2 separate regions of the Gasterosteus aculeatus genome follow, and region 2 is linked to region 1. The links are chromatin contacts, called in public Hi-C maps. All regions are on one chromosome and are shown on one strand. Each heading gives the region's core, a stretch centred on a gene start, on an enhancer-like site or on the middle of the called end of the contact. The rest is flanking DNA. Distances are from core to core; before and after follow the strand shown. Region 1 overlaps inpp4b (inositol polyphosphate-4-phosphatase type II B). Region 2 overlaps gab1 (GRB2-associated binding protein 1).

Region 1 (5,437 bases), core at 187-2,686:
CAAATGCAAATTTAATTCATCCATCGTTATTGTTGGCTAATACTAAGCTTAAAGCTAATCTTAGCATAATGCTAAGCAAACTTATTGACCCCCCAAAAATATTCTCAACTAAATGTATGTACATTTCCAACGGAAGGAAAAATCCCTAAAAAGTCATTGTTTTGAAGTCAATGAACAGCCTAAATAAGACTCTGGTCCAACTTGGACTCCCTGATGTTTACGCATTCGCAACAGGACACGTTGTTGCCAGAGCCGATGAAAGCGATGTTTGATATGCAGAGCCTTTCGCTGTTGACCGTCCCCCGTTCCGTCCAGTGAAACGCTGCCTGGCGCCTGCGTCCAGACAAGTGCCCGGTCTGTTGCTGCTGCCAACCGGCCCGCAGAGCAGCAGCATTACTGTGACTAGGCGACAAGGGGGATTGCTCTGTGTGTGTGTGTGTGTGTGTGTGTGTGTGTTTGCGTCTGTCAGCGTGTGTGAGTGCGCGTTTGTATCATTTTGTGTACATGACTTTCTGCATGTGTTTATGCGTCCAAATGAGCTGGCAGCCAAACAGAAGGCCATCTACCCGCCGTTGGGTCTGAAAGACGAGCTGACCCCCCTCCTCTCATCCCTCAGGCCTCTGAACACCTTTATTACGACGCTGGACAGGCTCACAGCAAGTGGTCATCTGCCTGTCTAAATACAAACATGGACAGAATAATGAGAGGGGCTTTATCTCCTGCCGGTTGGGGGCGAGGGGGGGGGGGGGGGGGGGATTTTGATGTTTGGACAGGTGGGCTGGCGAGGAGATGACAGCTGGAGTTCTGTCTCTGCTTCTTCTGTGCAGAGGCGGTGTTTGCACAATGAGATGTGATTTTTCTGGCGAGCGCCGTGCTGATGTGCCATACATTATTGGTGGAATCCAACTGCGCTCCTGTGCGTCTCCCCCCTCTTCTCTCCCACCACCAGAAATTTTAAATATGTTGAAGCTGAACCACAGGCAGTTAGTTTTGGTTGACAATTAAACCAACACTGCCCCCTGTTGACTCACTGAGGAGATCATCGCAAACTCGTCTCAGATGGAGGAAGTGCATACACACGGTTTTATAGCCTGTAAATCCTACCATTGCTGCATCTAAGGAGGTTTGGAGTTTGTTGCGTGACCAAATAATGCATACTGAAAGGATTCTGTATGCATACTCAATACTGTTTATAATCCAAGTCACCGCACCTTCCTATAGTTCCGCTTCAACCCGCCCTTTCTGCTTTCCACTGCTGCAGGATCACATGCACCACATTGGCCAGGTGGGGTTTGAGACACACATACAGCCTGTACGTGTTATGCGTGTTTTTCTTAAGAACACATTCCACTTGATCGTGAAGTAAGTGAATTCACTGATTCAAAGGCACAAACGTGATGTCATGCATTAGCCAATAATCTACCATAGTTTGCTTTGCCAAACCATAAAATAAATACTTGACTGTACTGTGTGTACCACTTTTATTTCTTTATCACTCAACTTTATATATGTGACGTTTTTGTCAGGGTGCTTCACTAGTTCACCGTGGTTCTTTAAACAGCTTGACGTTTTCTTGGTTCTGATTAACTCTTACTTTTCCCAGCAAACATGAACCGGTTTCACTTTACAGCCGAGCCGTGTTGTTTTTGGCAGACAACACAAGAGTGAAGACATATTCAAATTCAACGACAGCACCGGTTATATATCTCTGTCCAACCCCACCCCCCCCCCCGCCTCTTCTTCCCTGCAGGCACCTGGAGGGAGCAGCTGTGTGCACCGGTGACCAAGTTAAAGGAGTGTGTTATGGAGGTGGTGGAGAAGGCCAGGAGAGGCATGACCTTTGTGCTCCTGCAGGAGGCAGCCTGCAGCATTCCACAGGGCTTCCTCCTCCAACAGAGACGGGACGTGGTCTTCAGCCAGGCAGTAGGTAGCCAGGCTGAGATAATAGTCCTTGAGGATTTACCCGTGGGAGTTCATCTCTCCAGAACATCCCTCGAAAATGTTTCGAGTAAATCATTTGTGGTCTGTGGTCCAAAAGGGCAACTGACACAAAATCGCCACATAAACTCAAACAGTTGCATAAATACACAAAACCCCTTTGAATTGTTAAATTTATTCTGAAGTGATAAACTGTCATTTTTGTGTAGAGGTTCACACTGTGTGCCTGTGTGTGTGTGTGTGTGACAGCTCGCAGCCCTCGCCTGTGGTTTTGTCATGAGGCTGTATGCAGGAATGCAGGACCAAGGCTTCCTGAGGCAGCTCCACCTGGTCGGCCTGGTGGCCCAGTTTGAGAGTCTCCTCAGCACCTACAGTGAGTACATTTTCCAAGAAGCGGCGACCTCAAAACCTCCAGTGAACAAAGCCGTTATTTTGCTTTCCAGAAAATACAAAACCTGAAAAGTGGTTTGGTTGAATTTTGATCAGACTGAGTAATGTGATGCGTGAATGTGACGCCGCTTTTTTTTTTTATTGCACTTTTATTGTTATGTGATCAACAAAGTGCTCCAGGTGAAGGCTGAGCAGAGGGTCAATTGATTCTTATCAGATAAATAAAGGCTAGAGACTAAATGAAAGTGACCTCCCTAGATCAAAGTTCTGTCTCGTTCTAGTTTTCCAAAGTTGCTGGTGCAGCTCTCAAGGAACGGAAATGGATTGTTCAGCAGATTTAACAGCTGCAGGACAGCCACTGTTTGAGCCCTTTATTTTGGTGAAATCAACGCCTCTGCGGTATTTAATGTGGGAAGTTTATGGATTTGATTCGGTTTTAACCCTCCGACGTTTTTTAAAACCAAAACAACATTTGACGAGCAAAGATTCCTCCAGTGTTAATGTTGTTTTGTTGAACCAATTAAGGTGAGGAGATTGGGATGCTGGAGGACATGGAGGTTGGAATCTCAGACCTGCAGAGAGTCCTGTTCCAGATCACAGAGGCCCAGACAGACGACTTCAGGGACCTTCAGCCTTTAGTGTTTGGCCGACGGTGAGACCGACTCTCCTGTTGCTTTTTCTTTGCCTGAATCTCACATGTTCAATGAGTCCGTTGAGTGAAGCCGTAGCGAATGACTGAGCAGGTGCGAGTATTTGGCATTACCCAATATTAGCTACGTTATAAGGAACAGGTGCAGACAACTGTCAGTTTTTAATATCTTAACAGGCATTAAAATCCGGCAGTTAATTCCATTATCATGTTTTAGTTTTGAGTGTTTTTTTTTTCTTAGAAAACCCAACCAGAGAATGCTCATATTGGTTTTTACCGGTCAGAACATTTTAATTTAAACATTTCCTATTAGTATGTACTGTAAAAGTACCAAAAAGGATATTGACGAATCTGTCAGAAGTGTTTAAAAATCTTTCCCCCATGTGAAGCGTGTGAATAAAAGTCCATAAAAACCACTGGCCATGGATCAACAGAGTATTCGTAATATGCTCCTTGATCATAAATGTTACGTGTGTATGATATGAAACAGTTTGTTTGTGCATAAACGTGCATGCCGGCCAGTTGATTTGAGCCCTTATCCCGAGTTTCATTAATAAATCCCTCTTGCCCCTCCATGCCGATTGGGATAACACGTCCAACCCGAGTAGACTCTCGTTCTCTCACGCTCTCAGTCCGTCTCTCTCAGAATAGCTTGCTCAGGCCTGTCGCAAGTGTCGGATTGTACAACTTCCAAAAAGTATCAGGTTCTACTGAGTTGGAAAGGGTTTTGAATTTCTGTTTGTGTTTTTTTTCCCTGTACTCAGAGACCACTTCACCGTGGAAGTGCCATTACCGAGACTAGTTTTCCAGAACTTGCCAGCGGAGATCAAGGAGGGGAAGCCTCTACGAGTGTTCCCGGTGCTGTTCAACGTGGGCATCAACGAACAGCAAACAATAGCCGAGAGGTACCGCGGCCGTGGTTCGAACCAGTCTGTCGAATTCACGGACAACCAGTGTGGTCGTTATCAGATTATAAAGACCAGAGCGGTGCAAGGCTTTCTCTTTATTCCTTATCTGCCAATATATGATCCAGAATAGAAATTCTAATAATGGATCTGTGCAGGAGACTTTCAAAGTGTCACTAGCATACTCACTCTTCCTCACAGATTAAAAATGTGGCATTTACTCATGTTTTCATATGTCATAACTGTTTTTTTTCAGCTGGACATATTCTCTTGAGAATCTTGGCAAAACTGCTCCATGACCTCATTCTCTTCCTCCACGTGCAGGTTCGGAGATATCTCCCTGCAAGAAAGAATAAACCAGAGGAACTTTGAGACGTTGGAGTCGTATTACAAATCATTAACTGAAACGGTGCCACTAGAATGTGAGTGCACAAAAGTTTCCTTTCCTTTTCTCTCTGGCATAATGACAAAATGCTGGAACTGCTGTGCCTGCAGCACCGCGAGTCTCGTGGTCTCGAGTGCAGTTGTGCCAAATTTGCAAAGTGGTTTCTCACCTCGGAAACATAAGTACATACGTGTTTCGACGTACTTATCTAATCTGTTTACGTTGTTTCAATTTTGCTTGTGTATTTTGATGTTATTTAACTTCATCTTATTTAATTCTATTTTATTCTCATATCGCACCAATAACCGACAAATGTGTGTAACATTCGTGGCAATAAATGGCTTCCGATTCTTTCTCTGAACAGGTCTACCGTCTTTTCGGACGCAGACTGATGTAAAAGAATTACTTGAAACTCTGGGCCAGAATGTAGTTACGAAGAAGAGAAAGAATGTGGAGATACTATGGATTGCTGGAACGGTGAGAGCTGTTGCTACTGTAACTTTAAGTCCTTGTCAAGAGAAAGTCTTTTCTCTCAACCCCATAGAGACACTTCCCCAGTAACTGTGATCTGTAAACCCTCAGATGTTAGTTAGCTAGTTGGCGTGTTTATTCAGTCATTACATGCAATACAATGCATGTAATAAAGGTATATATAGGCAGAAGCATTATGCTTATACAGTATATTCCCATCCGGAATTTGTGTCAATTAAGTTACTCTTAAGAAAATGTTGATATAGAAGAAAGAAGAACAGAAAAAAAGAAAATACATACATTCATATCAATGCACAGGTTCTTGACATGTATGAGCTTTAATGGAAGCCCGAGTATGATGGATTGACTTTGGAAGAAGATACTGTATCGCTACTGACCTTTTATCTGGTTTTAATGGGCTGTCAGCCATATTTTGACTCTGCATGTGATTCACAGAACTGTTAAAACAAGCCTAAGAATCTGCCGCCATGCCAGCAGCGTTGTGCTGGTGTTCTTAATGAATGTGTCATTGTGGCAATATGTTGTAATAGTTGCAAAAGGGTTTATGAGGTATTACTTTTCTTTTTCTGCAATATTTTTTAGTTCCATTCCATTTATTAGACAAGCCAATACCATGAGCTATCTTCTCATGGTTCTAATATGTACAGAAAAGGAACAAACACATGTGTTTAAGTATAA
Region 2 (5,477 bases), core at 758-3,257, 140 kb before region 1:
CACCAGTGTAGGCTCTGGTGTGTGTGCTTTTGGCACGATCCGGCTGTCACCTTCCACTTCAGCAAGACCCTCAATGTGTAGTGGAGTTTACGCTGCCGTTAGGGCTAGAACAGCACCGTGTGTACAGTTGTAGGAAGTGGGAGGAGCCAGGAATAAGCTGAAGGCAGTATGAAAGTAGGAAGTGGAAATGACTAGACTGGTCTCTGGGGTTTGACTTAAGCAGACCCACAAACCGACTTTGGCTAGAAAGTCTGATCAACAGTTCCCTTAAATAATAATGCTGTTTGATGTGGTTTTTGGAGTATAAATTGAATCTCTTGATAACATGATCACACTACTAGATCCCTGCATCACTCTTACTAACGGAGTAGATTTTTCAGTTTCTCCTGTTTGAGCGAGTGGGGTTCCATAGGCACTGGTCAGTTTTTACCAAGTTGGTGTGAATTGCTGAAACTGGCACTAAAGTGTGTATGTGATACTTCAAACCTGATCTCCATGGTAACCCAGTACGGCAGCATTTTTATAGTTTTATTACTTTTTTTAAAAAGTTCAAGGCATTTTAACTCGTTCATTTTAGAAGTAACTAAGTGCTCAATTTAAGCTTTGGATTCACTCAAGGTTTAATCCACTAGCATGATTCGATTTCCATTTGGCTGTATATGGAGATGCTTCAATCTGTTATAATGGAAGTGCAAAGACTGTACAAAAGTGTTATGTATATAAACAGGAAAAGTGTCCTTTTATTTGCATGGAATATCCAGCATGTTTGACTTGAGGGTATGTGGATTCTGCAGGGTAGAATCCTGTGCCTGTCTTAGGTGGTATCAGGACTTGTTTTAAATGAATGAACTACTGTGAGTTTTTAAAAGAAAGTGACAGGTTTTCTATAAGTTATGCAAAGGTATCAAACGTTAGGCTAGAGAGAGAGAGAAAATCAGGTACTATACAACTAATCATTTCTAATTTATTTCTCAAGTAATTTCATCCGGTGGATTTCTTGTCCACTTTTAGCTCAGTATTCTCGATAATTTGCTAAAGTCTGTTTAAATGCTTAGTTTGACAGCGCCGCTCAATTAGTTTTGCAAGTTTATTAATGTTCCTCATTCCTCTCTCATCTTATGTTTAATTTATTTCAAATTGACCTGGCATACAGTTTTGGGAAATTGACTGCCACATGGAGTCAACGTGATACATCTTTTCTAGACGGTGAAAGTCTTTCTTTGCATAAATCTGTGCTTTACTAACCTGTGAACTCTGACTCAGATCTCCCAAGCTTGTGCTGCCACAAGTTAAAATGATTGCTGTACATATTTTGCCATCAATTAGATTTAACATGTATCATTTGAAAAAATGTGCCTACTAAGTCATCTTCATTCTACTTCACTATTTCCTTATTGAAGTCCTTTTGTGATACGGACTGCAAAGCTGATGATGCTTTATCTTTTTTAATGAATCTCCACAGAAATTGTACATTTTGAAAGTGGACTAAATAAAAATCCAACATCCTTATGCATGTGTGGTCTTTTTTTAAATATGATTTCAATGATAAGGAAATCAAAATGAGAAGGTGCAGAGATGAAAATGCAATTTGAAGGATTCCTGTGCATGGTGAGTTTGATTTTTGTGCGTTCACTTCTGCAAAATTGATGATGGTTAGCCAGTTAGCATCTAGTTCCAAGAATTTCAAAGTAATACTGAAACGTTGTCTATAGAGTTATTTGAATTTTTTTTTTACCCTGGGCAATAGTTGCCTGCAGCTATGACTGTCGCCTGAATGATTGTGTTCAACCGCCTAACAACTAACTGCATTGACTGTATGTATGTATCCAGCTAATTATATTTTTATATATATATATATATATATATATATATATATATATATATATATATACACACACACAATTATGGGAACATTTCACAAATAAAGTACACTTTCATTAAGTTATATTTTGTAATTATATAATGTCAACACATGGTAAATATGTTCATTAAATGCACTGAATATAATGTTAGCGTTAGCTTATCTCATTACTTAATGTTTGCATATACTCACTACTTGAGACGACCAACGTTAACGTGGCATTTTTCAACGTAAGAAAATGACCGTAAGTGTACCACCATCATCGTTTTCTGAAGGTTTGGTTGTAAAATGTTTGGCTTGAACTCAATTCAAATGCGCTAACTTTATTAACGGTGACATTAAGTTAGTTAACAGGTCGATGACGCAGCGATGGGACGTCAATTAGACCTCTGCGGTTTTAAGATTAACGTTAGCCTTTTTGTTTTTCAAAAACAACGTTAACACGTTAATAAGTTATGGATTCGCCGTTTTCTCCGGGACATTTATTTTTGGGGAAGGTTAAAGACCTTAACATTCCTCCATGGAGGAGCTAACATTACCGCATTTGGAAAGGTCCTCGTTGCCTTTGGACAAAACAACTTTATCCTTAAGTTGTGTTAATAATACACTTTTCAAGATGTAATGCTGTCAGTTCACTTTAGTGTCAAAATAACCTTTCAGCAAACGTTCATTCTTCTAGTTTCCATCCGAGTTGTGCTTAAAACACTGCAACTAACAACTACAACTACAATTGCAATTTAAAGCACGTGTCGTACCATTTTCACTCCAGCAGGTGGCGCCGTTGCTCGATGAACTCCGTGGCTCTTGTTCTTTGCACACGCCCCTTTCGGTGCAGTCGCTCGAGTTGACGTCCTCCTGGGTGAGGCTCTGCGGCGGTGCTGTGGCAGCATAAATTACCGAAGTAAGTTCTTCACGATGAGCCTCACAGGCGAAGTTGCTGTTGTCATGGGTTACTGCAATGACCTCATTGAAATCCCTGAGTTTGTTTTATTTAATGTTGGATGTGTTTTTTCCCTCCTGCTGTCCATATTGGGCTATTTTTAATACAGCATATGCAGTGATCATTGTTAATTTAATGGTATTTTTGAGGTTACCTTCTGATTTGTGCACATTTTACGTGTATTTAATTTTATGTACTAACCAATCCGCTAATTGTCCATTTTATCATGCATTTTTACTGTGTGCTATAATGTGCTGCAGTACTTTCCAGTTTCAACTTAAATGTCCCATTTCTCGTTATCCTTTGAACCCAAGATTCTCAGTGTGGTATGTAGAAATCATTTTCTCTTTGGATATTTTTCTCTTTGCCGAGTGATAAAAAGGGGCGTGAGAAGCAACTCTAGGAAAATAATTGACAAAATCAACAATCATTTTTTAAAATCTATCACTAGCACATTATCACATCACATCAAGGACCTTTGCAGGTGTGAATGAGTGCGTGGAAGCATTGTTATCCGCACAAGGTCGGCCCCATCGCAACTTTTTCTTTGGCTGATGTATGTCTACTGATGTAAATATCTCTAGCAGGCTATATTTATGGTTTCAGCACAGGCCTCTAGTTTAATCAAATGTAACACGGGCCTCTCAGTCACGTTTCATCCCATAAATCTGTCGGACAACACATCATGAGCCGGTACCCCATCCCACATGGTCTGTCTTTCATTGGCTGCGTTTTATATCCCAGCCCGAGGCTTGTGTTTGCTACCCTGACATACAGCAGATTGTAACAGTTTGCCATCAGGTGGCTTCATCCTTTAGCTGTAATGGAATTTAGAAGCTTCACATTGCTGTCAGACATAGCTGATGGGTTGGCAGGTCAGCACACACGCAGGGTTTTGAGTCATTTTCTTTTTAATTTGCTGCTCTTTCAGTGCTCACGAGAGCTGCCGGTTTGCATGTTTAATGTGTCGGAACTAGATTACTGACGATGTCGTCATCTGGGGTTATGCCGGTGTAATTCCTCCGTCTCGCGTTTGACCTTGGGGACCAGGTAACATGGTTTCAACGCCGCGTTTAGAAGCTCTTCTTGGTTCTCTTGCTCACTGCATTAGGAACATCCCTATTTCATAGGAACTTCATGCCGCATATTAACCGTTCAGCCTTTACATTTCGACCTTGTGTCCAAACGCATAACAACACGCGCAACCTTCAACCGGTTAAAAAGCTTGAAGGCGCCGTGAGAAAACCGCCCCAATCACCGTCCGCGTGGCAGCGCGTGAAGTCAAATCGCACCTCGAGTCCTCTTCTAACACGTGGGCCTCCACCTGCACAGTCTTTGGGCCGAGCCTGGACCCTCGGGTGCGCTGAGCGGCCTGTGAGGTGGCGAGGTGTGACATCCTGTGTGTGGGGGGGGGGGGCGGTCCTGATGATCGATTTAACAATATTTTGGATGATACAGGCAAGTTGTTGTTTTAATTCATTTTTTTATGGCTCTTTGGGGTAAGGATGAACAATTAAGAATAGCAATTGCAGATATTTTGGCTTTTGAGTTTTGGAATTGAGTTGTGATTTGCAATATTTTAGGGGATGATTAAATCATTATTCTTTTTCTTTCATTTTTATTGGAAAGTGTATAAAAAACAATGTGTGATTTTTGCTTTTATCTGTACCCATCAAGTTTTCTTTTTTATACGGTCAATATATTATGATGTGTAGGCCATGGCATGCTTGCAGAAGGGTTATATTTGATTTAAAATGAGATTTTTACACATTTTTCCCTTAACAAATATCACACCTCCTGCACTGTCAAGGTTTCCGTCGGCCGTATTGGGATTCTGATGGAATTTAGATTGATTGTGCAGCCCTAGTTCAGGGGCATGTTGTGCAATACATAATAATACAGTTTGTTTCCAGGTTTTTGTTTCCATTACGTAGTGACATCACCTCAGCCCCCCGCAAGACGAGACCGTGTACCTGTTATCTGGAAATAATATGTTTGCAGGTTCTTTGGGCCGGTCTTATTCAATTAGGCGGATGTTGCACCGTCGACCAGTATATACTTTGTTGACGTCTCTCTATATTCCGTCAATATTTCAGTTTGACTGAACTTGATCAGTCGCATGTCGTCACAGTTCCTCCTGGTAGGCTCCTATTGAGTCATCACATGCTCTGTTTACCGCATCCGCTGCACCCGCTCATCTGCCAATTCTGGCAGCCGGTCCGTCATTCTCTCAACCTCGCCATCTTACCCCCTCCCCCCCCCCCCCACCTTCCACTCCTTCCACCTCAGCAGCATCTCCCCTCTTTCAAGTCTCTTGTCACTCAAAGGCAGAGCCACAGCCGGACTGAATCTAAAACAACACTTAAGTCCCGATACACAATTTATTTTTTGTCCTATTTGTCCTCCTCGTCCGGCTCTTAAGTTGGTCATACAGCGATGTCCTCCTAATGGGAAAAAAAAAAAAAAACACCTGTGGTTTACCAGAATGCAGCAGAGGCAAAGATGGAAATCATTTTGGGTAAAGAAAAGGGCCGTACACATCTGCGTACATATTCAATACTCCCTCGTCCGTCCTTGTCTGCAGTGCAGATAAAGATGTCATTGTACACGCGGGGGGCAAAGAGGACGTTTTCTATAACTCCGTTTTCTGTACATGTTCCTCGATGAAAGCTGCTC

Evidence for each region. A called contact is a pair of places that touch in the nucleus more often than the background predicts.
Region 2: a Hi-C map of whole body shows a contact between it and region 1, with 7 times the contacts expected there. The contact joins two enhancer-like sites. A contact is called at or near these places in 5 of 6 Hi-C or Micro-C datasets (liver, skeletal muscle, tail fin and 1 more).

Annotation. Positions count from the first base shown.
Region 1 is chr9:16,355,435-16,360,871 of fGasAcu3.hap1.1, reverse strand. inpp4b (inositol polyphosphate-4-phosphatase type II B) reads left to right here. Exons shown (of 22, transcript XM_040185634.2): 15 at 1,751-1,923; 16 at 2,188-2,311; 17 at 2,854-2,980; 18 at 3,742-3,882; 19 at 4,207-4,304; 20 at 4,632-4,744. Among protein-coding and RNA genes, the nearest start is that of il15, 11 kb to the right of the region's middle. Within about 2 kb of position 1,436, at least 6 of the 9 cell types and tissues checked have open chromatin away from gene starts, as enhancers often do.
Region 2 is chr9:16,494,296-16,499,772 of fGasAcu3.hap1.1, reverse strand. gab1 (GRB2-associated binding protein 1) reads left to right here. Exons shown (of 13, transcript XM_078109123.1): 13 at 1-1,509. Among protein-coding and RNA genes, the nearest start is that of gab1, 43 kb to the left of the region's middle. Within about 2 kb of position 2,007, at least 5 of the 9 cell types and tissues checked have open chromatin away from gene starts, as enhancers often do.